Regions from separate parts of the Ovis aries genome. Here region 1 is linked to region 2. A link is a contact called in public Hi-C data. All regions are on one chromosome and are shown on one strand. Each heading gives the region's core, a stretch centred on a gene start, on an enhancer-like site or on the middle of the called end of the contact. The rest is flanking DNA. Distances are from core to core; before and after follow the strand shown. Region 1 overlaps HMGN1 (high mobility group nucleosome binding domain 1). Region 2 holds the start of BRWD1 (bromodomain and WD repeat domain containing 1).

What was found. Hi-C and Micro-C count contacts between places; a contact is called where the count stands out from the background.
Region 1: a Hi-C map of liver shows a contact between it and region 2, with 1.7 times the contacts expected there. The contact joins the enhancer-like site here to the promoter of BRWD1 in region 2. A contact is called at or near these places in 3 of 16 Hi-C or Micro-C datasets (hypothalamus, liver and muscle).

The regions. Positions count from the first base shown.
Region 1 is chr1:260,150,747-260,156,904 of ARS-UI_Ramb_v3.0, forward strand. It overlaps HMGN1 (high mobility group nucleosome binding domain 1), which reads right to left. Exons shown (of 8, transcript XM_027963980.2): 3 at 1,689-2,113; 4 at 1,322-1,354; 5 at 1,207-1,236; 6 at 1,074-1,124. Among named protein-coding and RNA genes, the nearest start is that of HMGN1, 7.6 kb to the right of the region's middle. Within about 2 kb of position 2,140, at least 47 of the 54 cell types and tissues checked have an H3K27ac peak or open chromatin away from gene starts, as enhancers often do. A contact at or near this core is called in hypothalamus, liver and muscle, where this site is marked.
Region 2 is chr1:260,110,412-260,116,176 of ARS-UI_Ramb_v3.0, forward strand. It overlaps BRWD1 (bromodomain and WD repeat domain containing 1), which reads right to left and starts at 2,357. Exons shown (of 42, transcript XM_027960640.3): 1 at 2,182-2,357; 2 at 2,012-2,070; 3 at 1,842-1,871; 4 at 1,624-1,683. The coding sequence starts at 2,230.

The DNA.
Region 1 (6,158 bases), core at 890-3,389, 40 kb after region 2:
TACAATGTTTAAAGACAAAGGAAAATTTTTTGGTATTATTCAGTATTTAGCTTTCACCTATACTCTTAGGAAAGGGGAGATAACAATGAAGACTGAGGGGAGAAGAGGCTTCTAATAGCAAACTTTCACCTATGTTTTGAGTTAACAGAAATTAATCACACCACGAATCTCCCCTGAAGAACAAAGAAGAGCTTTAGAGGGTGGTATCAATGCTAGATCCAAAGAGTCACAAATGATGTACACGTTATTTTGCTGTTCCAACTTAGATTTTCAAAATACAAATATCCAACAACTACCCAATCACCCTCCGTGTGAATAAAGCAATCAGGAATCTATTTCAGCGCAACATTATTTACGATCATCTCAAAGAATGTCAGGATAAAACAATTTAGAGAACTTTCATAAACTATACAAAATAATCTTAGAAAAGGAATGTTCTCAGAACATAATTTTTGATCTCCCCCTGCACATAAGATATAATCCCCTACATTGCTTTGCGAATCTCACATGCAAAAACTTAAAACAGTCCACATCTCCTGACCTCAGTCCTAGCTTTTCTTACTCAGAATAGGAAGGCCAAACATGCAACAGAGAACCACCAAAAGGGAACCATTAACCATAACATACACAACACAAAGAATTTATTACCCTGGTGAGTGAAAGTTATTCTTCAATATTTTCAGTCGTCTTAAATTTCCCAAATTCTGGAGCAGCACTAATGTGATACGTTATACTCCCATCAGCCAGAATGATGACTACATTCACTGAATTTTACTCATACTAAAAAAGGCAGCTGGTGATGGACAGGGAAGACTGGCATGCTGCAGTCCATGGGGTCGCAAAGAGTCGGACGCCACTGAGCTGAAAAAAGGCACTGTTTACTGAAGTTATTATAACATAAAACTAAAGTGGTAAATAAAATAACCCTCCGACCACTTTTCAGCAGACTGTGACACTAAACTGTGGTTGATTTGCAGTCTCAAAGTTAAGACCTCCGTTGCCAGCAGTAACCGTTAGAGACCTGCAACAATTCAAAGACACCATGATCTCTAAAGGCTGAGTCTGAAACCTACCTTTCCCGCCGCCTTTTTTGGCTTCGTTTCCACTTTCGCAGGAGCCGGTTTCTGAAAGACAAAGGTAACACTGAGCTTCTTCCCTAGGTTCGAACCCACGGAAAAGAAAGGTTAGGGGGCTCGCTTTACTTACAGCTGACAACCTCGCCGATCTCCTCTTGGGCTTTGGGAGAAAAAAGGAAAATGAGCAAGGAATGCGCGGTGCGGAGCAAACCTAGCCCACCCCCGGGAGCGGAACGTGGTCTTACCTCCTCCTTCGCCGCCCCCTCGGCGGAGCTGACCTGCGGGAGAAAAAAGAGGGCGAGTGGGCACAGCCCGTGAACAAAAGTGCCCGCGCGCCCCGCGCCCGTCTGCGCGCGAGAACAATGCCCGGCCGCGTGACGTCAGCGGATTCCCGCCGCCGCGTTCGAATCTCGCACCCGGCTCCTCGGGCTGCCGAACGTTCCAGAACGCGGCACGGAGGCCGCCGTGCGCTGGCCCTCCCGCCCGTCCGCCGCAAGTCCGGCCGCTTCCCCGGCCCCGCGATGCAGAGGAAGCGGGGGGCTTGGGCCTCACGGGGCTCTGGGCACGGCCGGGCGGCGGAGTGGGCGTGTGCGGGACGCGGCCACTACTCACCTTCCTCTTGGGCATCGTGGCGACGGGGCGGGCGAGAGCCGTGTGCCTGAGGGCCGCGGCGCGCCGAGAGCCTTCGCGAAGCTGAGTAGCCTGACCGCAGCCGCTCCTCCCGCCGCCCGAGCTGCTGGGACCCGCGGCGGGGGTGGTGGGAGAACCGGATGGAACCGGATTGGGAGCCCGCCCCCTCCTCCCCCCGCGTCCCCCGGCCGCGGGCTCCCCCTCCCCGCCGGCCGGGCCGCCCCTCGCCCTCGCCCCCGCCCATTGGCTGCGGGGTCCACCGCTCTGCGGCCCGCACCCCGAATAGGTGAGGCCGGCCGTCACTCGACCACTGCGCCCCGCCCCCGCTCTCGGCGCCCCCACCCGCCCACCGTCTCGCGGGGCCCCAGACCCAGGCGAGGGGGCGGGGCCCCAAAGGCCGCTCTCGCCTCACGGTAGTTTGTTTGAAGCCGAGCCGCAAAGTGCGGTCTGCGCGCTGATTGGCGGACGCCCGCCACGTGGTCTCCGGGTGTGCCCACCCACAACCCTCCGGGCTACCTGGTCGCCAGCCAGCGCCAGGCAAGCCCCGATGTTAGAGTCCCTTCTCTGTAGGGGCAGTTGGGTCGAAAGGTTTATAGGTCACAGAATGGGAAGGGAGAGACAACGGGTTTAACTACGAACCAATTTTCCCCACCTCAGTCCGTAAGAAAAGCTATCTACTAGGTTTACAGTCTTGCTGGCCTGCGGAGAGCAGGTCTTAACGCGCAGGCGCTGGATGGAAGGTCGTGGGAAGGAAAGTCCGCGCGGAGCGCCACTGCGCAGGCGTGGATCTTTGCGACGGCGCTGGATTCCCTACCGGGTTCCCCTGGTCGAGTCTTTTCGTATAGCTTTTTAAAAAAGTCGTCCGTTCTTTGAGGGGCTGGGGGTACTGGCGGTTCGTCTCAGGAGCTCAGTGGGCGTCTGAATGCCGACATCCACCAAGCCGAGAACGCGCAGACCCACTCTCAGATCCCTTGGCCGGCCGATCCTCTCCTGCCCTGAAGTGAAAGGGCAGGAACGCCCACCCAGTTCTTGCTTGTTTTTTAACCACTTCCTGACCCAACTACCTTTCTGAGGTGGGAAAAAGAGCTTCACGCTGGGAGTCAGCTGGGAACCAGTGAGAGCACGTTACCCAGTTTCTTTACTGAATAAGAAAATTTTGCTTGTAAGGACCACTTGAGTTACTGCAGAAGAAGTTTCTAATCAGAACAGTGTTAACTGAAATTCATGGAGAGGAAGAAACAAGACTGAAAACAGACTGAAGGTCCACCACTGAAGAGCTCCAGATAAACTGTGACACTTTCACATAGTGGAATAATGAGCTACTGCGAAAAAGAATGAGGCTGCTCTTTGTAGAAGTGAATTTTCGAAACCACTCAATTCAGTTCAGTTCAGTCGCTCAGTCGTGTCCGACTCTTTGCGACCCCATGAATCGCAGCACGCCAGGCCTCCCTGTCCATCACCAACTACCGGAGTTCACTCAAACTCACGTCCATCAAGTCAGTGATGCCATCCAGCCATCTCATCCTCGGTCGTCCCCTTCTCCTGCCCCCAATCCCTCCCAGCATCAGTCTTTTCCAGTGAGTCAACTCTTTGCATGAGGTGGCCAAAGTACTGGAGTTTCAGCTTTAGCATCATTCCTTCCAAGGAAATCCCAGGGCTGATCTCCTTGCAGTCCAAGGGACTCTCAAGAGTCTTCTCCAACACCACAGTTCAAAAGCGTCAATTCTTCGTCGCTGAGGCTTTCTTCACAGTCCAACTCTCACATCCATACATGACTACTGGAAAAACCATAGCCTTGACTAGACGGACCTCTGATGGCAAAGTAATGCCTGTGCTTTTGAATATGCTATATAGGTTGGTCATAACTTTTCTTCCAAGGATTAAGCATCTTTTAATTTCATGGCTGCAGTCACCATCTGCAGTGATTATGGAGCCCAAAAAATTAAAGTCTGACACGTTTCCACTGTTTCCCCATCTATTTCCCATGAAGTGATGGGACCAGATGTCATGATCTTTGTTTTCTGAATGTTGAGCTTTAAGCCATCTTTTTCACTCTCCTCTTTCACTTTCATCAAGAGGCTTTTTAGTTCCTCTTCACCTTCTGCCATAAGGGTGGTGTCATCTGCATATCTGAGGTTACTGATATTTCTCCTGGCAATCTTGATTCCAGCTTGTGTGTCTTCCAGCCCAGCGTTTCTCATGATGTACTCTGCATAGAAGTTAAATAAGGAGGGTGACAGTATACAGCCTTGATGTACTCCTTTTCCTATTTGGAACCAGTCTACTGTTCCATGTCCAGTTGGAACTGTTGCTTCCTGACCTTCATATAGGTTTCTCAAGAGGCAAGTCAGGTGGTCTGGTATTCCCATCTTTTTCAGAATGTTTCACAGTTTCTTGTGATCCACACAGTCAAAGGCTTTGGCATAGTCAATAAAGCAGAAATAGATGTTTTTCTGGAACTCTCTTGCTTTTTCGATGATCCAGTGGATGTTGGCAATTTGATCTCTGGTTCCTCTGCCTTTTCTAAAACCGGCTCAAAACCACTAGTCAGACTCTAACTCCTGATCAATAACTACTGCCTTTCCATCTCATTCAAGAAAGTCTTGGACTGCCCTTGCGGTCCAGTGGTTAAGACTCTGGGATTCCACTGCAGGGCTTGTGGGTTTGATTCTTGGACTGGAAACTAAGGGGCTTCCCAAATGGTGCAGCGGTAAAGAATCATGCTTGCCACTTCAGGAGGTGGGGATTTCTTCCCTGAGTGGGGAAGAGGAAATGGCAACCCAGCCCAGTATTCTTGACTGGAGAATCCCATGGACAGAGGAGCCTGGTGAGCTATAGCCTATAGGGTCCCAAAGAGGTGGATGCCACTGAGCACACATGCATGCACTGGGAACTAACATTCCTAGATGCCTCCTGGCTTGGCCAAAAAAAAATAGTCTTACATTCTCAGAGTGGCTTATATGGTCCTCTGCCAATAGGCCCACTTCAAAAGGTTTTTCCCCTTGGTTCTCATTTCCAGTCTCAAGTAGGCTGGGCGTCACTGCTTCAGGCCTTGTCACCTGCTGTTCCCTCTGCCTGGAATGCTTCCTGCGCTGCCTAGGACCATCTCTTTCTCACCTCCTGTCGGTCTTTCCACAAATGTGACTGTCTCATTGAGACCATTCCTGACCTGTCAGTTTAGGATTGCACCTCCCAATCTCCAGTTCTTGCCACATCTGTTGACTAACTAGTTGCTGCTGCTAAGTCACTTCAGTTGTGTCTGACTCTCTGCGACCCCATAGATGGCAGCCCACCAGGCTCCCCCGTCCCTGTGATTCTCCAGGCAAGAACACTGGGTATGCTGAGTATAAAGTTACATGTTCATTGTATATTTCAGCAAGAAGCCCAGAGAGGTGGTGCGATTGGTTGCCTGTGAGAACAATTGAGGGAGTAGGGGAAAATGAAAATTTACCCTTTTCTTCTTTTGGACAAGAACCCTAATTTTTTCTTTTATTCTTGAGATTTATTCTGGAAATCCTGTCCCTCTTTAATGTAATCTCCCCCTTTTCAGTTCCTTCCACGTCACCTTGCAGTATTTTTTTTATGATTGATCACATTCCATAATTGCTTTATGTGTTTAGTTATTTGCTGCCTGTCTCCCTCACAAGAGTGGGAGTTCTGTAAGGGTAGGAACCCTGTTAATTGTCAGAGCACTTCGTCCCCAGAACCTTAGATGTTTGTTCAGTTAGTAATTCTTTCGGAATTGAAGTATATTTGATTTACAATGTTGTGTTCATTTCAGGTGTATAGAATAGTGATTAAGTTATATATACACTCACAAATATAATCTTTTTCATATTCCTTTCCCTCACAGGTTGTTACTCGCCCCCACCGCCTGTTCCTATTTACATTAAAAAATAATAGTGTTGGGATTTCTGGTGGTCCAGTGGCTAACACTCCTGTTCCCAGTGCATGGGGCCCCAGTTCAGTTCCGTGTCAGGGAACTAGATCCCACATGCTGCATCTAAGACTTGGTGCAGACAAATAGATATTTATTCTAAAGAATAGCATCAGAGTGTCTCCAAATTTGTGGCACAAACGTGTACTGAGCCCCTACCCTCTGCCAGTGGTTGTGATAATCCCTAGTTTAGAGGGACTTAATTCCAAACGTGGGTGGTACTTCAGTGGAAAGAAAAGTATTAATATACAAATTGGCCTGAATTACTAAGTGGAAGAGGAAGCCACTAAAAGGGACAGAACATCCCAAGGCACATGTTCTTAGCAGAATGAGACAGCCATGCAGAACTCTTAAAGTGGCATGGATGGACACACTGACAGTGGGAAGGGAAGATTAGTGAAAAGAGGCAGAAAAAGAAGGGCATCCTGCAGAGAGCATTTGACGCCAGGCTAAGGGATCTGGCTGTTAGAGTGGGAGACATTGCAAGGTTTGTTCTTGTTTTTCCCCCTGCTGTC
Region 2 (5,765 bases), core at 1,107-3,606:
TCAACAAAAAAAAATTTTTCAAAAATTATGTTTTTCTGCTGAACAGACACACTGTTTGCACCTAGTAACAGGAGCAAAACATCCTTTAAATATTCCCTTAAGGTTCAAGATGCCAAACTCAAGAAAACATTAAAAACTCTGCCATGATGAAGAATTTTACAACTCCCTTTCTTGAAAATACTTTAAGAGTTTGCTTCAAAAAACTCTAGGAAGGGAAATATTAAAACTGGCAATTAAAATAGAATCTTTTGTTACATTCACCCAGCTTTAAGTATCAACACTTAACTGTTCAGTATCTATCAAGCATAAAGACTCACAAACACGGAGAACAGACTTGTGGTTGCCAAAGAGGAGGTGGAAGTAGGGGAAGGACAGACCAGGAATTTGGGATTCACAGACGCAAACTGATTTATCTAGGATGGATAAACAACAAGGTACTTCTGTACAGCACAGGGAACTATAATTAATATCCTATGACAAAGCGTAATGGAAAAGAATATGAAAATGTACATATGTGTAACAATCACTTTGCTGTACAGCAGAAATTATCACAACACTGTAAATTATGTTGTAAATTAACTATACTTCAACAAAGGTTTAAAAAAAACTTTTCATATATAGATAACAAATCCTTCTATTTCTGTTCTTTTATATAATTTAAGAATGGTGATGTTATTCTATATTAACGCCTACTTCTACTTGCAGTTGTTAGAACTGCGGTAAAAGATCACTCAGCTCTTTTTCTCTCAGCTGTTTTGCACGTACAAGACGCTGAATATGCAACTAAAGAAAATCCTTTGTCCTAACACAAGTCAGAAAAAAATTTTCCTGAGAAATACTTAATTTCATTAAGGACTAAAAAGTGGCTCAAACCAAATCATATACTGTGAGAGCAACTAAAAAAGATGACAAAGTACAATGAAAAGAGAACTGTAATCCATGTTACTGGTGCTCCAGCAAGAGAAGCTGCATCGTTAGGGCCTACATTCAGTTATACACAGCAAAGAGCAATATTAAAAATTCATAAAAGTAAGTTTCCTGAGGCACTCAACAAGTGTAGCACAGTTTAGAGAGGCAAAAGTACTGGAGGAGTGGCAGAGTCTCACAGCAGCAAGATTTTTATTACTCTGCTGAGGGAAAAAGAAAGAAAAATGTTCCGAGAGAGGAACCTCTCTCCACCTTTGAGACGCTTCTATTCCTAGGAACAAGTGGTTGGAGGATCTGGGAGGGGCAAATGGAGGAAGACCAATCAGAGGTCGAGTTACAAGTCCGGATCCGAAGAAACACAGATGAGAGCAGCTCGCTGACTGGGTGGCGCGCCCCCGGCTCTCACCAGACTCACCGCACCTGGGGACCCACCCGGCCACAAACCGCGGAACAGGGTCGCCCCCACCTACCCCCGCCGCCCCCGGGGCCGTTTCCTGCCCAAACCAACCAGCCACCCCAAAACAAAACAAAACCTACGGGGGGAAGTACCGCCGTCCCCTTGGCTCCCCGGCCGCCTGCCCGCCCCCTCCGAGCGCCGCTCTGTCACTTCGTCCCTCCAGCCGGAGCCCCGAAAAGGGGGCGGGGAGGGGGGGCGGGCGCTGGGAAACATCGGGATGGAAATGTCAAAAGTCTCACCAATTCCTCGTAGCTCCTGTTGTGCTCGTTGCCCTCCCAGTCCAACCTCTTCGGCAGCAACTGCAAAGACCCGAGACGCACACGACTGACCACCGCGCAGGGCAGGAGGGGTGTGGGGGCGGGGGGCGGCGGGGCAGGGGCGGGGGCGCCGGGGAGCCGGACGAGCGGCCCCCGGGCAGGGCCGGCGGGGGACGCGGAGAAAGCCGCCAAGCACAGACCTGATACTGCTCCAGCTCCTGCACCAACACCTGCAGCCGAAGAGACAGACGCGCAGTTAGGAGGGCGGGGGCCGCACCCCGGTCCACCCGACGCCCTCCTCCCGCGACCCCGGGCCGCGGCGGGGCCGGGGCTCCCGGAGCGCGGCCACCGCCCGCGGGCCCGCACTCACCTGGGCGGCTCTCCGACATGGGCCGGCCGATAGGTACCGGGCGATGAGGAAGTACAGCTCTGCGGAGAAACGGGGAGACCAGTCAGGAGACGGGGAGACCGCGGCGGAGGAGAGGGGGCCGGGGCCCGGGCGGGGGCGCCGGGAGAGGGCGCGGGCGCTGCGCGTCTTACCCGACTCGATGAGAGGCACCGGGCGTCGGGCGGGCGAGGGCTCCGCCATGGCCGGGCGGGAGCTGGGGCGGGAGCGGGCGAGCAAAGCGTGTAGGCCGCGCCGAGGCCTGACCGGGCCGGCGTCCCTCTACCTCAGGCGCGCCTCCGCCGCCATGCCGTGCGCGCCGCCAGTGCTGACGCCTCCGCGAAGTAGTGCCCCCGCGGGAGAAAAAGTAGTTCCTCTGTGGGAGCCGCCTGCGACGAGGGACGAACGACGTTTGGGCCCCGCCCGGAAGAGTGAGCCTGCCTTCTTCTCTACCTCAGGGGATGCAGAGAGGAGGCTGTATGAGCCAGGAGTCGGGCCCCGGGGAGGTGGCGGGTGGGGGAGGGGAGCGCGCGTGGCTGGGATCCCTGCGCGCGGTGAAGCGGCGGCCGGCCATTGTGAGGCGGCGGCCGGGCTGCGCGGCTGGGCTGGCGCCGGGGGCGGAGGTCGGGCGGGGGCAGCGCCGGGGGCTAGGGTGGGGGTGGGGACAGGTTCCCGCTTTTCCAGCCAGAACTGAGACGCGGGGCCGCGGGGGCCCAGGAGGCGCGGCGGAGTCTCCGGCTTCGGGCTGTCAGAAGAACATCACGGTCAACGGGGGCCAGTGCGTTTGCCCCCCACGAAAGAACGCTGGCTTTGAGGACGCGAAACCCTTAAAACTGAAAATCATGCCAGCTGCAAAGAGTAGAACGCTGGCCCGAGAAGCTTTGCCTGGAGACGGGAGGAGGAATGCGGGGAAGTCATAGGATGGGAGAGCCGGGGGCGGGGAAGGGGGGCGGCCTCGGACACTAACCCTCTGCGGTTCGGAGGGTACTGCAAACGTTACGGAGAGTCCACGTTGCTGAGTGCAGTAGGAAGAAGATAGAATCGTGAGACCCCCCGCCGCAGTCCTGGGGAAACCCAGAAGGGTGAAAGAAAACGCACTACATGGCAGAGGATGTCGACCTGGCTAATTGGGGAAGGCAGTCCAGGCCGGCGATGACTTAGCCGGATAGGAAGCGAGATGGGAGGAAACGGGCCATAGAAACGCAGCGGCCCACTCCCTTAGACGACACCTGGGGGAGGGGGAAGCCCTGCGTACTTAGGCTACTCTTGGAAGGCAGTAGTAGGGTTTGAGCCTGGGGCAGCGGACGAGGATCCGGAAAATTTCCTTCAGGCTGTTCTAGGCTGCGGATTCATTGACTCTGCGTAGCCAAGGCCCTGTTCTGAGCCCTAAAGAAGAACAGCAGGAAGCAAAACACTGCCCTCAAGGAGTTGTTTATTCTGCAGTCGCTCAGTCGTGTCCGACTCTGCGACTTTATGGACTGCAGCAAACCAGACTCCCCTGTCCTTTGCTGTCTTCTGGAGTTTGCTCAGATTCATGCCCAGTGAGTCCGTGATGTTACCTAACCATCAAGAGTGGACACTGAAAATTCCAGTTCCTACTGCAGTAGAGTGACCTTCACAGCATAGAGGTTAGGATAGTGGTTTAGATCAGACCCTGGAGTGGGATTAACCCTGGTCCTTGCGGGGCTATTCAGTGTGTGACTTTAAGTAAATCACAACCTCCGAGGCCAGTTTTCTTCACAAGTAAACTGCAAGTATTTGTTCCTACTTTATAGGGTTGTGAGGATATAACGGGTTAACCTGTGTTCTTAGCATGTAGCAGGCACCATAGACGTGCCAGCCTTTATTCACACCACGTGGCAAAAGCTTTTGTACATGTTTGTGAGGGAATAGTCCCAACGTGTTTGAGCAAGTGCGTCTTGTATCTGTTGGTTCAGCAAACACTATGAAATGATGGGCATAAAGATGAAGGAATACGCTACAGCTTGGCCATCCCAGATTTCAGTGTCTGTTAGGAGAAAGGGTGCAAAGAATGACTGAGATTTAGGGCAGGGATAGAAGGGAGGTTAACCCACCTGTGGGAGGGGGAGAAAAGTGAAAGTGTTAGTCACTCAATCGTGTCCGACTCTATGACCCCACAGACTGTAACCCACTAGGCTCCTCTGCCCTTGGAATTCTCCAGGCAAGAATACTGGGGTGGGTTGCCATTCCCTTATCCACAGGATCTTCCCAACCCAGGGATTGATCCCAGCTCTCCTGCAGTGTACCCAGATTCTTTACCCTCTGAGCCACCAGGAGGGGGAAATTTTAGAAGAGTTTTAGTGTGGAAAGGGCCAAAATGTAAATAACATTCCAAGTTTAGGAACTCAAGTTTAGTAAGACTGCTTGGAGTGAGTTTGGAGGTGGGATGGGACTCATTAAATCAAACTTAAAATCAGGGGAGGGGGAGTTGAAACTGGGAGCAAGTAAAGGGTTCTTTTTTTTTTTTTTTTTCCAAGTAAAGGGTTCTAAACGAGATAGGATTCTTTTTCATCTAGAATAGATTTGAGAGTGTTAACACAGGAAACCATTTAGACCCCTAAAATAGGGAACAATTGAAGTGCAGTCATTAAAAGGATAGAAAGAGATGGCTTCAGAAATACCTAAGGGGTTCAGTCATAAGATGAGGTTGAAGTGGAATGAGAGGAAATGTCATAAAAATCTCAAGTTTGAGGCTTAGTAGGGTCAAGATTGTGCCACCAACTGAGATATGGCACACAGGCGGTAGCTAAATTGTTAAAATGGATAACTACTCAGAAAGTGAAAGTGAAGTGAAATCGCTCGGTTGTGTCCGACTCTTTGCGACCCATGGACTGTAGCCCACCAAGTTCCTCCATCCATGGGATTCTCCAGGCAAGAATACTGAAGTGGGTTGCCATTTCCTTCTCAGACAGTGTGATTATTTGAAGTTACAGTGCATATATCCCTGTAGCACAGTATGCTCTGATGCTCCAAGATAACCAAAGTTAGCAAATAACAGAAACATGGAGAGAGAATCTCACCTTTCAGAGATGGCCAGGCAGTTGTGTATTTTATTTTGTAGCAGTCTCATAAAAGATAGCCCCCAAAACATGTTACAAGAATTTATATCCAGAACACTGGTCACTGTCCAAAACTGCAGTTCTGGAGTAGGTAACTTGGTAACCGTTAATAAGAGGTCAGAAGAGATGGCAGGAGTTTGCCTTTGCACAAGCCCTACTGGTTCCTTTACAACTCACTCTGACATCTGTGACAAACACCATTCCTAGATTTGAAGTAGAAACGCAAAATTGCTGACAGGAGGCAAAATATCTTCTCCCCTCCAGCTCTCAAGTGACAGAGACCCAGATTTGACTCCCATTTATGCCAGTGAAGTGGAGGAAAGGGGGAAGTACTGTCCATCAGCAACTCCATAGCAGGGACTGCTGGAAATGGTCTCCAAACAAGGCACGATTCATGTCTGTCTCACACAACTGAATCCACACCACTCCAAATGTACACACTAAGGTTTGTTTTGGGGGTAATGGAAAGAACTTCTGAATCTCAAAGTAGTTGAAGGAAAGCAATTATTGAAGAAGTGCTTGATAAGCAAGGGTTGGAAGATCTCAATGGCTGGTGACATCAGCTGTAATGCTGTCACCCATCTCCACTAAAAGGAAACTACTACATTTTAGTCCTTGGATGTTTCAGTCCTGAATAAGCATCACTGATCTCCACAAAG